Regions from separate parts of the Mus musculus genome. Here all the other regions are linked to region 3. The links are chromatin contacts, called in public ChIA-PET, HiChIP or PLAC-seq and promoter capture Hi-C maps. All regions are on one chromosome and are shown on one strand. The core of a region is the stretch at or near the end of the contact, and the rest is flanking DNA. Distances in the headings are between cores, read along the strand shown. Region 1 holds the start of Frmpd4 (FERM and PDZ domain containing 4). Region 2 overlaps Egfl6 (EGF-like-domain, multiple 6). Region 3 holds the start of Prps2 (phosphoribosyl pyrophosphate synthetase 2). Region 4 holds the start of Ofd1 (OFD1, centriole and centriolar satellite protein).

Region 1 (3,547 bases), core at 874-3,373, 740 kb before region 3:
AGGAGGCCAGTGTTTCTGGGACAAGATAAGTATTTGGGAGGAGAAGAGAAGGGGAAAATGGAGGAGAGGTTCCTAGCATCTAGATTATTTGTTAGTACTTCTTTGACAGAGACTTTGGCTTAAAGAAGAATAGAGAGATTTTGCACAGTTCAGATATGTACCCTTTTCTGATCGTTGGTGTGTGTGTGTGTGTTTCTAATCTGTCTTTGAGAAGGCATAAAAGGAAAAGATTTCTCTTTTTTAATATTTTGCCTTATATGACAGGGTTGTTATGAGATTCAAATACATAAGTGCTTTAAAAATTATAAAGCATACTCAAATTATAATTACCTTATTCAAACAATAGGGTATTCTAAAGCCAATGTCCTTTTGGCCTCCTGGGCTCCAGAAGTTACAGAATTTACATTAAACTAGGCTTCAGTATAAGAAGCTAAAGGAAAAATTTCCCTGCCTATTCAAAAGAAAATCTGTAATTTATGCCTGAGTGTTATTTCATCTAGATTGTGCAGATTGTTACTGATTTTATGTTTAATTTGGAGAGAAATGCCTTAAAAATAACATGGAAGTCCCGGGTCTGAATACTGAAAGACTTTAAATATAACAGCAAAAGCAGAAGTCTGGGAAGTTTAAACCTATTTCCTCTTCCTTAATCCCTTGGAGAGAGAGAGAGAGAGAGAGAGAGAGAGAGAGAGAGAGAGAGACACGCACTGGCTAGCTGGAGCCTCCAAGCCAGAGCCTCCAATCTTTCGCGGGAGGCATTGGCTCTTTGCGGTTGCCCTGTCGCCAGGTGAGAGCTGTCTGCGGTGGGGTAAGCACTCCAGTGAAGCCAGCTGACCTTCACTGACTCTGGGGAGAGATCCTGAAGAGTCTGAGAGAAGACTCCTTAAGACTCTGAGAGAAAGAAGAAAAAAGGTGAAGCCCCGAGAGAAGCCCAAGCCTCAAGGAAAGCTAGCAGTGAGTTAAGGAACAGGCGTGATTCTCCAAGGTAATTATGTAAAAAAAAAAGAAGAAAGCCTAGGAGTTCTAAATGGCTGCAACTTGGAGTTTACTCTGTCTAAGGTGAGTGTTCAGTGTTTGGTTTGTGCTTCTCGCAAGGTTTCTCTCCCCCTCCCCTTTACGGTTTTGCCCACCCTCAATTTGAAAAGGCAGCTTGCTCCGCCCGCCAGACCTAGCTAGCAACCCTTCTCTTCCCTGTCATCCTCAGCCCCTCCTAATTAGCGCTGCACCCCGCCCCCACCCCAGCTCCTGGGACCCCGAGTTCTCTTTTCCTCTAGTAAGGAGCAGCTGTGTTTATCCCTGCACCCCGCAAATTCATCCTGTGCTTATTTCACCAACGCTGCTGTGGTGCTGCTGTCCAAAGAACACACCTTTCCAGTTATCCCAACAGCCACGTCTCGCTCCAGTGGTTCAGGGAAAGCAGAGGGAACTCTTGAGCTCTCAAAACTGAGCCCACTCCGCTGGGTATCTCCCTTCCCTTCCCCTGACAAACGATCCCGTCGCTTCTTCCCATCCCTAGTTCTGTTTACGGAAGCCTAGGGCCGCCTGCGGTTGCATTGCTCTCCCTATGGTTTTTGGAGGCTGGAGGTAGTGTGTCGCGGTCCTGCAGCACGCTAAGGACTGTTGGAGCAGATCTAAAGGATCTGGAGGCTCCCGGAGCGGGTGACAGGAGAGTGCCCCCTCCCCCTGGGCGGGTGGGGGTAGGGAGGCGAGAAAGGGACTCGGGGAAGGAGGCAGGGAGGCAGCTGCAGTGCTGTGAGGGGTGCGTGCGCGTGTGCCAAGCTTGCCCGCCGCCTCCTGGTTCAGTCTGCGATCTTCGGTGCGTGGGACCCTGGGCCCCAAAGGCTGGGAAGCAGGAGCAGCACCCCTCACCCTAGCCTCTGGTCCTCAGGGCGCCTGGCGGTCCTTAGAGCCAAAGCTCTCAGGGCGGGGCGCAGGACCCGGGCCGTGCTCCCCGCCCCCGCTCCTTGTGCCCAGCCTGGCTCCTTCTCCATTGAGTTTTCCCGAAGCGGGCGCCCATCAATGGTCCTGCTTGGGGATGCACACGCAGCTCACGGCCGGAGGGGGGTAGCAGCCGCCGCCTCCAGGTACTGGCCCTCCTGGGTCTCCGCCACCACCCGCTGCTGCCACTCAAACCCCAGGCGCACTGAGGTCCTGGCCATGGGGCTGCTGAGGCTGCCTTTGCTGGTGTGAGAAGGGGCAACGGAGCCTCCAGGCTCTGGGGTCCCCAAGCTGCCTACATGGATGTCTTCAGCTTTGTGAAGATTCCAAAGCTTTCCAGGTAGGGACCGCGCGGGTTTTCTTTGCACCTAGGGCTTCCGCAGAAACTTGGTGCTTTATTTTTCTGGGGGCTGGAAAGAGCAAAAGCTTAAAAGAGCAGCCAGGCTTAAGGTAGGACCAAAAGAAAAGGACCCGAGGCTGCTGCCTTCAACTTATTTCTCCCTTTCTGATGGGGTTTTATAGCCCCCAAAATAGAGCACACACACACACACACACACACACACACACACACACACACACTGACACAGACACACAGACACCACCACCCCCACCAGATATTCAGCACAGCTTGTTTTCCCTCAGAAAAAGCCACAGTGGGGATTAGGGGTCACACTCTATGTTAAGGGTCAAGAGATGATGGTTGAAATCGATTTTACTAGGGAAAACCAGAAGTATTTCGAGCTTAGGTACTTGATTTCCAAACAGCAAGGACCCAAAAACCCCCTTTCCCTACCCCTAAATTAGTCCTCTATGCCCTGGAAAAGTCAGTTTGAAGGTTGACCCGGATGTTTCCAGCAGGGACCCAGATGGCAAAGTCATGGAGGTAGAAGAAAAAGGCTTTCAGCCATTCTTTGGGTAACTGTGGAAATAAATCTAAAGCCTTGGAGATTTAGAAATTTGCTTCTAAGTAGCTGTGTTATGATTGAAACTAAAGCGGAATCATCAAATCAGGAAGATTCCTTTCCCCAGCAGTGTCGATAAGAGAATAGTAACATTGCCTGCCACTTTGTGGCTACCTAAGTAGTATCTGGTCAGAGTACTCATTTATTCCCTGCCCTGCTGTGCTTCCAAAATCTTCACTGTACACAACAAGTCAGGTCTTGTGCTTGGGGCAATAACTGAGAGAGGTGGGCAGGAGAGGTGTTGGGAAACTATGTCTTCCTACTTCTTTGCAAGACTCTGGCAGACCCTGTGTCTTGGAGGTCTAGGGCAATAACCCCTATCAGATAAGCACTTTTTAAGATCAAGTATCATGCTATACTTTCCTTTATTCTATGGGATAAGAGTAAAATGTGTTGATTGCATAAAAAAGATGAACAATCTCAAAAACCCGAGGCAGAAAAATATGTTGACTTGGTTTGCCCAGTCCTATCAGAGGCACTCACAGCCCTCAGGTTTGGATAGTGCCAACAACTGCAGCTCTTTGTTTTCCCTGCCCATCCCTGTATGCTCTCAATCATATAGGTTAATCTTCACATCAGGCATAGATTACCTTAGGGAAAGGATCCCTATGTAACTTACTCTGGGAAGATTGGAGATACTAGGGTGG
Region 2 (3,491 bases), core at 880-3,379, 850 kb after region 3:
TACACAGAATAACCTTGTCTCCAAAAACAAGCAAGCAAACCAAACCAAACCAAAACAAAGGATGGCCTATCAAGAGAGCGCACAGAATGCTAATCCCAGCATGCTGGGGGCAGTGGCAAGCAGAGCTCTGTAAGTTGGCAACCATTCTGATCTGCGTGGTGATGAGTTTCGGCCAGTTGGGGAGAGAAAGGGGGGCTGCTTATCCTCTTTCTGATCATTGATCCTTTGGCATAAGCAGCTGAATCCCTCAAACCGACATGAGAGACCAGCCTTAGTTTTAAATCAGAAGGCCCCTCGGCCTTTGTCCTCTCACAGTGCAGTCTCACCCTTATCTTACTTCATGAGTCAGCACACTCTTCTGTGGAAAGGGCCAGAGAGCAAACAGGTGAAGCCTTGGGAGCCACCTGGTCTCTGTAGCTCAAGGGTCCCTTTGTCCTTGTAGCTTAAGGGAATAAGATACCATTTAAGTAAGCGGAATGGTATGCTACCATACGAAATAGACAGTAGGCCAAGGTGCTAGCTTGCAGACCTCTGCTATATGTAAAGGTAACCTGAGACACTGGTTCAAGTCCTGCACTGGCTGAGTCCCCACGTATTCCTCTGATACATCTGAACTCCACATCCATTGTGCCATAACAAATAACAACAACAACAAAATGAAACATGTTCAAACCTGTCAGTAGGTCAGCTTATTTGATCCAATATGCCCCTGGCAAATGTCTAACAAAGAGTGTTGATTGGAATCATGAAATGCCCATTGGATTTGCACTAGTGGAGGTGACTAGGTGACAACATGAGGCCAAAGCCATTGAAACTGTGATTTATTATGTACACTCCCAAGAGAAGGGGGACACTCTGAGCAAGGGGAGGACCTAGTGGAAAACTAGGCCAAAGGTCTTTAAGGTTTCTCTAAGAATAAAGGCAAGGGGGACGGGGCAGGAGAGACCACATAAGATTGGATCATTTGAATACTTCCAGAAGGCCTTAAGAAAAGTGGTTCTCAACCTCTCACAGGGTTACATATCAGATATCCTGCATATCAGCTATGTACATTATGATTCATAACAATAGCAAGTTTATCGTTCTAAAGTAGCAACAAAATGATTTTATGGTTGGCGGAGCCAGGGGTCCTGACAGGAACGTTGAGAGCCACTACCTTAGGGGCACAGGGGCTATCTATAACTATCTGGTTTGGAGATGTTGTAGGGCAGGGGAAATACTGATTTGATGTGTGTGTTGGTCTGCTTTCTCTCACTATTACGGAATACCTGAACCTTGTAGAGAGGGGTGTGACTTAGATGTTCTATGTATGGCTGAGCATCCCACAAACACTTGTTTCTGAGCTTTGTTTTCAGTCTCTGGCTTGAGTTTTGTAAACAGCCTGTTTCATTCCCTGCTTTGCGGAACCATCTTTCTAGCCCCTACGGTTTTATTCTCAAAGATTACAACAGAATTTGTTGAGCATGCCTTTATAGACTCAAAAAATAGGTTATGTGGAGAGATGGCTCAGTGGGTTAAGTGCAAGTGCTGCTCTTGCAGAGGTCCCGGCTTCTGTTCCCATTCACGCAGTAGCTCAGAATCATCTGTAACTCCAGTGCCAGGAGATAATAATGCCCTCTCCTCCATGGGCACCAGGCACACACATGGTGCACAAATGTACCTGCAGGCAAAACATGCATACACATAAAGTTTTAAAGTCTAAAAAAAGAAATAGTGTATCTGGTTTAATCTACACCTGCAAGCTTGCCAATTAATATGATCTATATTCTACTCGCCTAAACCCATGACATTGCCTTCCAGAGTTGCAAATTAGCTACTGTTGTAATGTTCTTAATGGTGCTGATCTTTCTTTCTTTCTTTCTTTCTTTCTTTCTTTCTTTCTTTCTTTCTTTCTTTCTTCGTTTCTTTCTTTCTTTTTTTTTTTTATGCAGACTTAAACATCTCAGTTGACTGCAGCTTTGATCTTGGGGTCTGTGATTGGAAACAGGATAGAGAAGATGATTTTGACTGGCATCCTGCTGATCGAGACAATGGTATTTAAATTTCACTACAGCTTGTTCCGGGAGTAGAGAAGGCTGTTACTACTTACTAGATGCTAATGCCTGTTCCTGCTTAGGTCATGGTTGTTTACCATCTTTGGGAACCTTCGACCTTCGGGTGGCCTCTGATGGATGAGTAACTTGGTATAGCGTCGACTTCCTCCTCATCCTTCTCTTTCCCACATGACCCAGGAAATGTGTCCCAGTGTGCCTCTTTTATATGTACCCTCTTCTTTCTGAGAGAGGGAGATGGGAAGGAGAGGAAGGTGGGGGGATGAGGGGGTCTCTGAGACCTCCCTTTGTGCCAGCTTGCCAGCCACAGTCCTCTGTAGTTTTCATTTTACTTTTTTGATAGAAAATAAATCTTTTAAAGGTAATAAGACCTCTATCTACACTGGAGCTATAGTAGAGTTATCTCTCCGATGAGGATCAAAATCACTATGAGTGTAAAGGTAATGATCTAAACACAAGACTTTCTCATCCTTTCTATTATCCAAGGAATTCATTCTGACCACCTGGCCTTGGATTGTTCTCAACATTAGTTCTGAGCCATAAACTTCCTGGCTTTTGTGGTGTCTGTTTCAACTTTGTTGATGGGCCCTGGGTCCCCCTTGCGTGGAGTACTTGGCTTGCAGACACTGGAACACATATTGAATCCTGATCTCATGAAGACCAGCTACGTAACTGCAACAACTGCTATACATCTCCAGACGCCATGTCCTCACCAGTAGAATTGTATTTCCTTTGGGATATACAGGCTCAGCCTTGAATTAAAACATATTCCTTAGAATAAATTCCTTCCCAAGTTATTTCCTTGCAAGCCTGCACCAGCAGTCAGGAAGCTTTGATCTCTACCAAGAACCCCTGTTAGAGCTAGCAATTGGGGTAAAAAGAAAATATCCCACACATTAGTCATTCTAGTGAGCCCATCACTAAAGATTCAAGGGCAGTGGACAAGTTTAACAAGATGGAATGCATCTTTGGAGAAACTGTCTTGAAAATGAACACAAGATTCTCCTTTTTATTTTTTCATCATGGGATTGTAGATATTGGTGCTACCAGAGCTATAGTGCTTGGGGACCCCCAGATTGATGACAGCTCACCTGGTCAGCATTGTCTTACATTGACTCTCCCACCAATGAGAAGTCTTCTGTTTGCAAACACTCGATTTGCAAATAACCCCTATGTTCTCAGTTTCTGGGGTACTCACATCATAACTTCTCCCTTCCAACAGCTCCACCAGGCCTCTGCATAGTCTTGACTTCCCCTACAAAGCTAAATGTACATGAGAAAGATCGGATACATTACTATTGTTGGAGGGATGAACCCTCAAGGAAAGCTGAAAGCAGGCTTTAGCTGGGATTGAAGAGCTCACAGAAGAGAGGTTTACTGGATAAAGTACAGGATGCCTTTATTTGAGATAAATAGACTTCTTAGTATGAATTAAACATG
Region 3 (3,136 bases), core at 483-2,982:
TTTTGAGACAAAGTCTCACTATATAGTATAGGCTGGCCTGGGATTCTTGGTCCCCAAGCCTCAACCTCCCAAGTGATGAGATTAGTTATATCATCACCTTGGCTCTTTTAAGAAATACAATAGGATATGTACATCTCTGTCAGCAGAATGAAAAGGAACAGAAATGCAATGGGAGTAGCGCTTTGGAGAACCACTGGGGCAGTCAGTGGAGTTTCAAAGGAAACCCTTTCATAAATTCAATTTGCTTGGGTTTGAGGAACCTTAGGGGATTGGAGAGACACAGTTTCAACAGGCCAGCTAGCCTTCAACTGAAAGACCCGCCTGCCTCTGCCTCTGCCTCTGCCTCTGCCTCTGCCTCTGCCTCTGCCTCTGCCTCTGCCTCTGCCTCTGCCTCTGCCTCTGCCTCTGCCTCTGCCTCTGCCTCCAGAGTGCTGAGATTAAAGGCTGACACCTTTGCAGAGTTCAAGGAAGGGCCCAGAAGCAAATCCCCCAAAGATACGGTCAATCTAAATACTCTCCCAAACTCCAATCACACAAGAAGTGCCTTTAGAGTGGGCTACAATTCAAGGGCAAGTAGTCTTTGTTGTATATGGCAAGCCAAATTTCAGTAGACAGTGGTAGAGCCCAAGCAACTATCTGGCCAGGTTAATCTGTCTCTGAAAGCTTTTAAGAAATGTAAGTCAGGATCACTAGTGCTCCACTCGTCCAGGAGCTCAGGATGAATCTCCTTTCCTTAAGTGTGCTTTGTGCCCAGCGATTGGCGATTGGCTCTGACACTGCATTAGCTACTTCAGAAATGCTGAGGTGGGGGTTGAGGGCAGGGAAAGCAAAGGACTCTGGGAGAGGGGGGTTGGTTGCCGCAGCAGGGGTGGGGGTGGGGGGTGGGGGAGTCTGACTCTAGAGAATCCAAGGGACAGGAAGTTGTGAAGAGAGCCTGAGAGCCAGCCTATCTACATAAAAACGAGGACTCAGAAGGAATTGGTGAGAGGCAACTGACCACTTGAAAATACGCTTTCCTCTTGTGGCCAAGCTTAGGGGTCAAATGGTGGCTGTCATCAATGACTCCTTTACAGAGCAACACACATTTAGGAGCTAGACGGTAACATGTTCAGGTTTTGTGGACCAAGAAGCAAAAGACAAGAAAGAATGTGGGCATTTATATAATAAGAAAAAAAAAAAAAACCAAAATTTTCAGCTTTTGTTGAAAAAACTGGAAAACAAAATATTTGAGCTAATTTTGTAAAATATACATCTAAATTAAATGACAGAGAAAGAGAATTCTTGTTGGTGAGAAACCCTTTTCTTAGTCCATCTTCAAACGTAGTCTATATCACCACTTCAAGTGCAAACATGCTTCACTCCCGTGTGCAAATACAAACCGATGTGTGGGTCTGGCCTATGTAGACACGGTGTGCACTTGAAGCCCAGGTATCACCTCTGGGTTCTGAGCTTCCGGGTTGAAAGGCTGCTCCTGGCTGTGAGGCACCACATGGCCCTTTCCTGCAATGGCTCACTGTGCCCACTTTATCTGGTTGGTTGACCTCCCCATTTAAAGGCAAGTCAGGAAGTCCTATGTGGAGCCTGGAGCTCCCCTACGGAGCAACTGTACTTGGGTGCTTCGGGACCACCCAGAGCTTCAAACCCAGATGCCCAGCCTGCGTGGGCAGAAGCAGCCTCCCAGCACCCTCCAGCGACTCTTCAGCTGCTCCTCCTCCCTCTGGCTCCTCCCCCGGCCCTCCCCTCCCCTAGATCCTGCTGCTGCGTTTTCCCGCTTCACCAGCAGCCCAGGCCACCGCAGCAGCAGCAGCAACAGCCGCAGCAACGGTAGCAGTAGTCTGCATCGCAGTCCCTTTCTCCTTCTCCAGCGCGCTCCTCAGTCCCCGGTCACCATGCCTAACATCGTGCTCTTCAGCGGCAGTTCTCACCAGGACCTGTCGCAGCGCGTGGCCGATCGCCTGGGCCTGGAGCTGGGCAAGGTGGTCACCAAGAAGTTTAGCAACCAGGAGACCAGGTGGGAGCCTCGCTGGGGCTGAGGCAGGGGCCAAAGCATGCCCAGGCCAGCTCCGCGGGCGTCATGCTCTCCCTTCCGGGGCGGGACGGCAACAACGCGGCTGCAGAGCCAGGGCGGCTGCGCCAGGGGAGAAAGAAGTTCAGCAAGGGACCCCCAACCCCCACCCCCAACCCGGGTCACCCTGGAGTCTCTACGCGTATCCTCTGGCTGTTAACCTTCTGGTGGCTGGGCCTCCAATACCCGGACATCGGCGACCTGTCGACCCTTGGGCACCCCAGGCCCCTCTTTTGCACCGGCTCGCCTGGTGTCTTCAGTCCGGAAGGACAAAATCGGGGCAGTTACAGAGCGTCTGGGAGAGTGGGCGCAGTCTGTGGGCATCACTTCGGTGCCGGGAATGGTGGGGGCGGGGAGACATCGGTGGATCCGCCCGCCCCAGTTTCCAACTCTCTGCCAGACAGAAACCCAGAATCCTGCATGGTTGAAAAGGCTCTGCACGGGTCCTGGGCACTGGGTTTATCCCAGGGAAACTTTCGAATGCCACTTCCAGCCGCTGGCGATCAGAGTACTGCCAGCTGCTCAGGTGACTCTCCAGAGCAGCAGGCTGGCCAAGCGCTGCCTTATCCAGAAAGGTGGGTTTGTGCGGGAGTTAGGCAGAGCGTGGGAAAGCGAGACGCACGTGTTGAGCGCTCGCACCCTTCCTTTAAACTTTGTTGCATCTATCATTGCGAATAGCTTCTTTGTGTTTGTGGAGCTTAGCTGCGCACAGCAACAAGACCCCAGTTTGTTCAAAATTCCACCGGTTTCTCACATTAGCAAAAGGTGCCACCAGGCAGGCGGAAGCTCTCCTCAGCTTAGACTAGGGATTCCTTGTCCTACTTGCCCAAAGCCAATTTCTTTTCCCGAATTCTATTTAGCACAGTTAACCAACTATACAGTGCACAGTGACAGATAACCGTTCTATATTTAGTAGCGCACGAATTCATTCCGCAAGTTTTACAGAAAAAAAAAAAGTCATTCTCCGTATTTACAAAAGTTAACTTAGAAACGGATTGTAGACACAAACGTCAAAACTAAAACTGAAATTTCCAGAAGGAAGCACAAAATCTTGATGATGGAATGAATCGA
Region 4 (3,271 bases), core at 402-2,901, 940 kb after region 3:
GATTGTGCAGCAGTTAAGAGAACATACTGCTCTTGCAGAGGACACAAGTTCAATCCCAGCTCCTACATCAGGCAGCTCACAATTGCTTGTAACTCCAGCTCTATGGGATCTAATGCCTTCTTCTGGACTCTGTGGGTACCTGTACTCATTACACACACACACACACACACACACACACACACCTCTAAAATAAATCTAAAAGTACAAAACAACCAAAAACTGAGTGAAGACAGTGCCCAAACAAGGTGTGGAAAGTGCTGCTGTCATCCTCATTACATCTCCTGTGAAAATACTTAGTTCTGGAAATCATAATTTCAAATGATGGATACCTTTAAACAATATGTTGGGAGCAGGGGGGTGGGTGGGGACTTAGACAATGAATGGTCTGAAAACAAAACAAAATAAGAGCAACTGAAGGAGCCAGTCGAGGGTGTTTTAAGCTAAGTGAGGATGAAGTGTTCTGTGGTGGGTGTTTAGTATATTCTTGAAATATAATGTCTAGTAGGAAAGGGATTTGACTAGGGATAGCTCGTGGTTCCTTATGAGCAAAATCTGCTTTGCTGGTATGGCTGCCAGGAGCTGGTGCTGAGAAACTGTGTGGTCAGCAGTGAAAGGCTGTGATCAATTAATTATTCATGTCTGGTATGGCTGTCAGGAGTTGGTGCTGAGAAACAGTGTGGTCGAATGGCTATGATCAATTATTCATGTCTGGTATGGGTTTGAGGGAGTGCAGTACATACACAAGATCAAGTATTTTTTTTTAACTCTAGACTTGACAGGCTTATTCTAAACTGCTGTAAAGGCCAAGCCCAGGGCTGACATCTGAAGTTACCAGGAAGCTAAAAATTCATATGGTGCAATGGTGGAAGACTACTAGTGCAAGAGCAGGATGAATTTAGAAATCCTTACAAGTTAAACATTTTAGTTAACAGGCAAACACAAGATAAAACGCATGCACCCCAGTTCAAAGCCGTCCATATTTATAGCAAATCTCTCTATGGAGGAACCTTTCAGAAACTTGCTCCTGACAGCTGTAAATTCAACTTGCCCCACAGATCAGCAAAACTAGTGGGGCTTTTCTATAAAATGAAGCTCCGTGCTTCTCAAGGAGATGCGCTTTTGCCCTCTTTGAGAGCATCTGTCAAAGTCTGGAGGGCGAGGTAGGGTACCACTGGCATTTAATGGAAACTGACCAAGGATGCGGTCAACCTACGATGCCCGAGACCGCTTTCTACAGTAAACCGGCTGCAAAGGGCAATGGCATTGCAATGAAGATGCACTGCGTTAGCGACCTGGAGAACGCCAAGCCTCCGTCCCAGTGCGCGGAGGTCCCCTCCAAGGGGACACGGAGGCTATACCAACTAGGAGAACGGGGATTACTCGGCGCCGGGGGGCTGGGCGTGCTGTCCCGAGTCAGGGCTGGGTAGAGGTAGAAGACCACTGTTCGCATCACGGGAGGCCTGGATGCCCCCGCGGACCCGGAACGCCCGCCGCCTGCTTCCCTCCAGAGCTCACCTGTAGGGAGGAGCCGAGATGAGAACCGGCCGCCTCTTTAATCTGCGCTCGGGAGCCTCAGCCTGGGAGTCCCAAAATCACTCTCGCGAGATCTGAGGCTATGCTCTCGCGAGACGTGGCCGGGACTGCTCGCCTAAGAGCGCGCAGGCGTCACGGAGGGCCAAAGCCTGGGCGGTTAGGCTGAGCCGGCCGAGCGGGCCGAGCGGCCGGAGCGGGCGGAGCAGGCGGCGGGCGGCGGGCAGTGTAGGGATGAGCTACGGAGCAGGGAAAACTGCCGACTGAGCGGCCGCTTCGGGGCCCTCGCTTGTCGTTTCCGTCTTTATTCCGTCCAGAGTCCCTCCTGGCTCGCGGACCCGCCCACCCTTCCCATACCGTGGGAGGAAGCGCGGCTGCTTGACGAGTTAGGGGCTGAATGTTTAGCTCTCTTGCTCCCCTAGGTCCCCAGAGACAAGCTGGATTCCGAGGTCAAGGGCTCCCTCTCCTCCTGCGCCCCGGCCCGGGCCGAGGAGTCCGACCGTGGAGGGGCGAGCTCGGGAGGAAAGCAGATGAGGATGGCTCAGGTAGTTCCACCTGCCACTTTCCAGGGTTTTTCCGATTGGACATCTCTTTGTTTTGATGTCCGTTAAGCATCTTAGGGCTTCCGGTGAGGTCACTGATTTCTGAAATTCAGGTCCACGTTGACACTAGGTAACCCATCATTTTCTCTTTTCAGTCCAACATGCCCCACAAGTCTGATGTGTTGAGTCAAGATGAACTGCGCAAAAAGCTATACCAGACGTTTAAGGATCGGGGTGTACTGGACACACTTCAGGTATCAGATTTAGGCACAATCGTGTCGTTATACTTCCACAAGTGTAACCTTTAACCGCAGGTGGCTCCACATTTAAATTCATTCATTAAGGTAGCACATAACCTGTATAATGAACACATTGCCATAAAACTAAGCTGCTGTTACAAATCTTGTTCCCAGTCTCGCTTTGATCATGCTACGTCTATGTAGTGAGCAGGAGGGGGACTTGCGAGGAACGGACTGCAGAGGGTAATGTGAGCAGAGTACTGTGGTCTACATGTCTGAGAACAACAAAATGAAGCCCAGTCTGTTTCATGATACTCCCTAGAAAAAAATCTATAGTGGAATGGTACCAGGTGTCTTGTCACACGCCTTTATCCCAGTTCTTCGGAAGCAGAGGAAGGCACATCTCTTGTGAGGGTAGCTGGGCCAAATAGCCAGTTCCAGGTCAGCCAAGACTTCATAGTGATACCCTGTGTCAGTAATAGTAAGTACACATAAGATATTTTAGAGTGTGGATATTTTAAATGAATAGCAACTGTTTATTAGAACATCTTAAGTTTGGGTAGCAGCAAGGGATGGAGTTAGTTCAATGTGTTTCCTTACAATATACCTTTTAGACTATATTTTACATATAGAATTGGAAATTAAGGAAAGGTGAGCCCAATTTTTCCCACTCTTGTTTTACTACATACAAATATTTAAGACTTGTCCGGAAAATACAGAAAGGCAGAAGAGAGAAAAATCATATATTATAACTACAAACTGCTGTTAGGCGTGTATATCATTTTAAAATTTAGATTATATGAGGATCCTTTTCCTGTTTCCTCAGGTTGCCTGAAATCCTTATTTTCAGTGGCAGCAGATTCCTCCTGGTCAGTCAGAGGTCATGGAGGTCGCTGCCTCCTATTGACTGAGGCTTCTACCTAGGTCTCCACCTCATCTATTTGTTGTACCTGTCATTTT

Evidence for each region. Promoter capture Hi-C pulls out the DNA fragments that hold promoters and counts their contacts. ChIA-PET counts read pairs in DNA pulled down with a chosen protein or histone mark. HiChIP or PLAC-seq counts read pairs in DNA pulled down with a chosen protein or histone mark.
Region 1: a contact with region 3 is called in a promoter capture Hi-C map of hippocampal neurons, with 6 times the contacts expected there. The contact joins the promoter of Frmpd4 here to the promoter of Prps2 in region 3. A contact is called at or near these places in 2 of 39 promoter capture datasets (the 3T3-L1 cell line and hippocampal neurons).
Region 2: an H3K4me3 HiChIP or PLAC-seq map of embryonic stem cells shows a contact between it and region 3, with 16 times the contacts expected there. The contact joins the enhancer-like site here to the promoter of Prps2 in region 3. A contact is called at or near these places in 5 of 39 promoter capture datasets (the C10 cell line, the HPC-7 cell line, liver and 1 more), 2 of 115 datasets of contacts at active chromatin or transcription factors (embryonic stem cells and stem cell-derived neural progenitor cells) and 1 of 9 other capture datasets (embryonic stem cells).
Region 4: an RNA polymerase II ChIA-PET map of memory CD8 T cells shows a contact between it and region 3, with 18 read pairs. The contact joins the promoter of Ofd1 here to the promoter of Prps2 in region 3. A contact is called at or near these places in 4 of 39 promoter capture datasets (HPC-7-derived erythroid cells, hematopoietic stem and progenitor cells, neutrophils and 1 more), 1 of 484 Hi-C or Micro-C datasets (B cells), 2 of 115 datasets of contacts at active chromatin or transcription factors (embryonic stem cells and memory CD8 T cells) and 2 of 9 other capture datasets (adipose tissue and liver).

The regions. Positions count from the first base shown.
Region 1 is chrX:168,121,517-168,125,063 of GRCm38.p6, reverse strand. It overlaps Frmpd4 (FERM and PDZ domain containing 4), which reads left to right and starts at 2,123. Exons shown (of 17, transcript NM_001368936.1): 1 at 2,123-2,278. The coding sequence starts at 2,238.
Region 2 is chrX:166,530,514-166,534,004 of GRCm38.p6, reverse strand. It overlaps Egfl6 (EGF-like-domain, multiple 6), which reads left to right. Exons shown (of 12, transcript NM_019397.3): 10 at 1,932-2,033. Among named protein-coding and RNA genes, the nearest start is that of Tceanc, 22 kb to the right of the region's middle. Within about 2 kb of position 2,129, at least 9 of the 459 cell types and tissues checked have an H3K27ac peak or open chromatin away from gene starts, as enhancers often do. A contact at or near this core is called in embryonic stem cells, where this site is marked.
Region 3 is chrX:167,381,345-167,384,480 of GRCm38.p6, reverse strand. Prps2 (phosphoribosyl pyrophosphate synthetase 2) reads left to right here and starts at 1,732. Exons shown (of 7, transcript NM_026662.5): 1 at 1,732-2,011. The coding sequence starts at 1,890.
Region 4 is chrX:166,439,084-166,442,354 of GRCm38.p6, reverse strand. Ofd1 (OFD1, centriole and centriolar satellite protein) reads left to right here and starts at 1,651. Exons shown (of 23, transcript NM_177429.3): 1 at 1,651-2,075; 2 at 2,228-2,326. The coding sequence starts at 2,061. Trappc2 (trafficking protein particle complex 2) reads right to left here and starts at 1,600. Exons shown (of 5, transcript NM_025432.4): 1 at 1,516-1,600.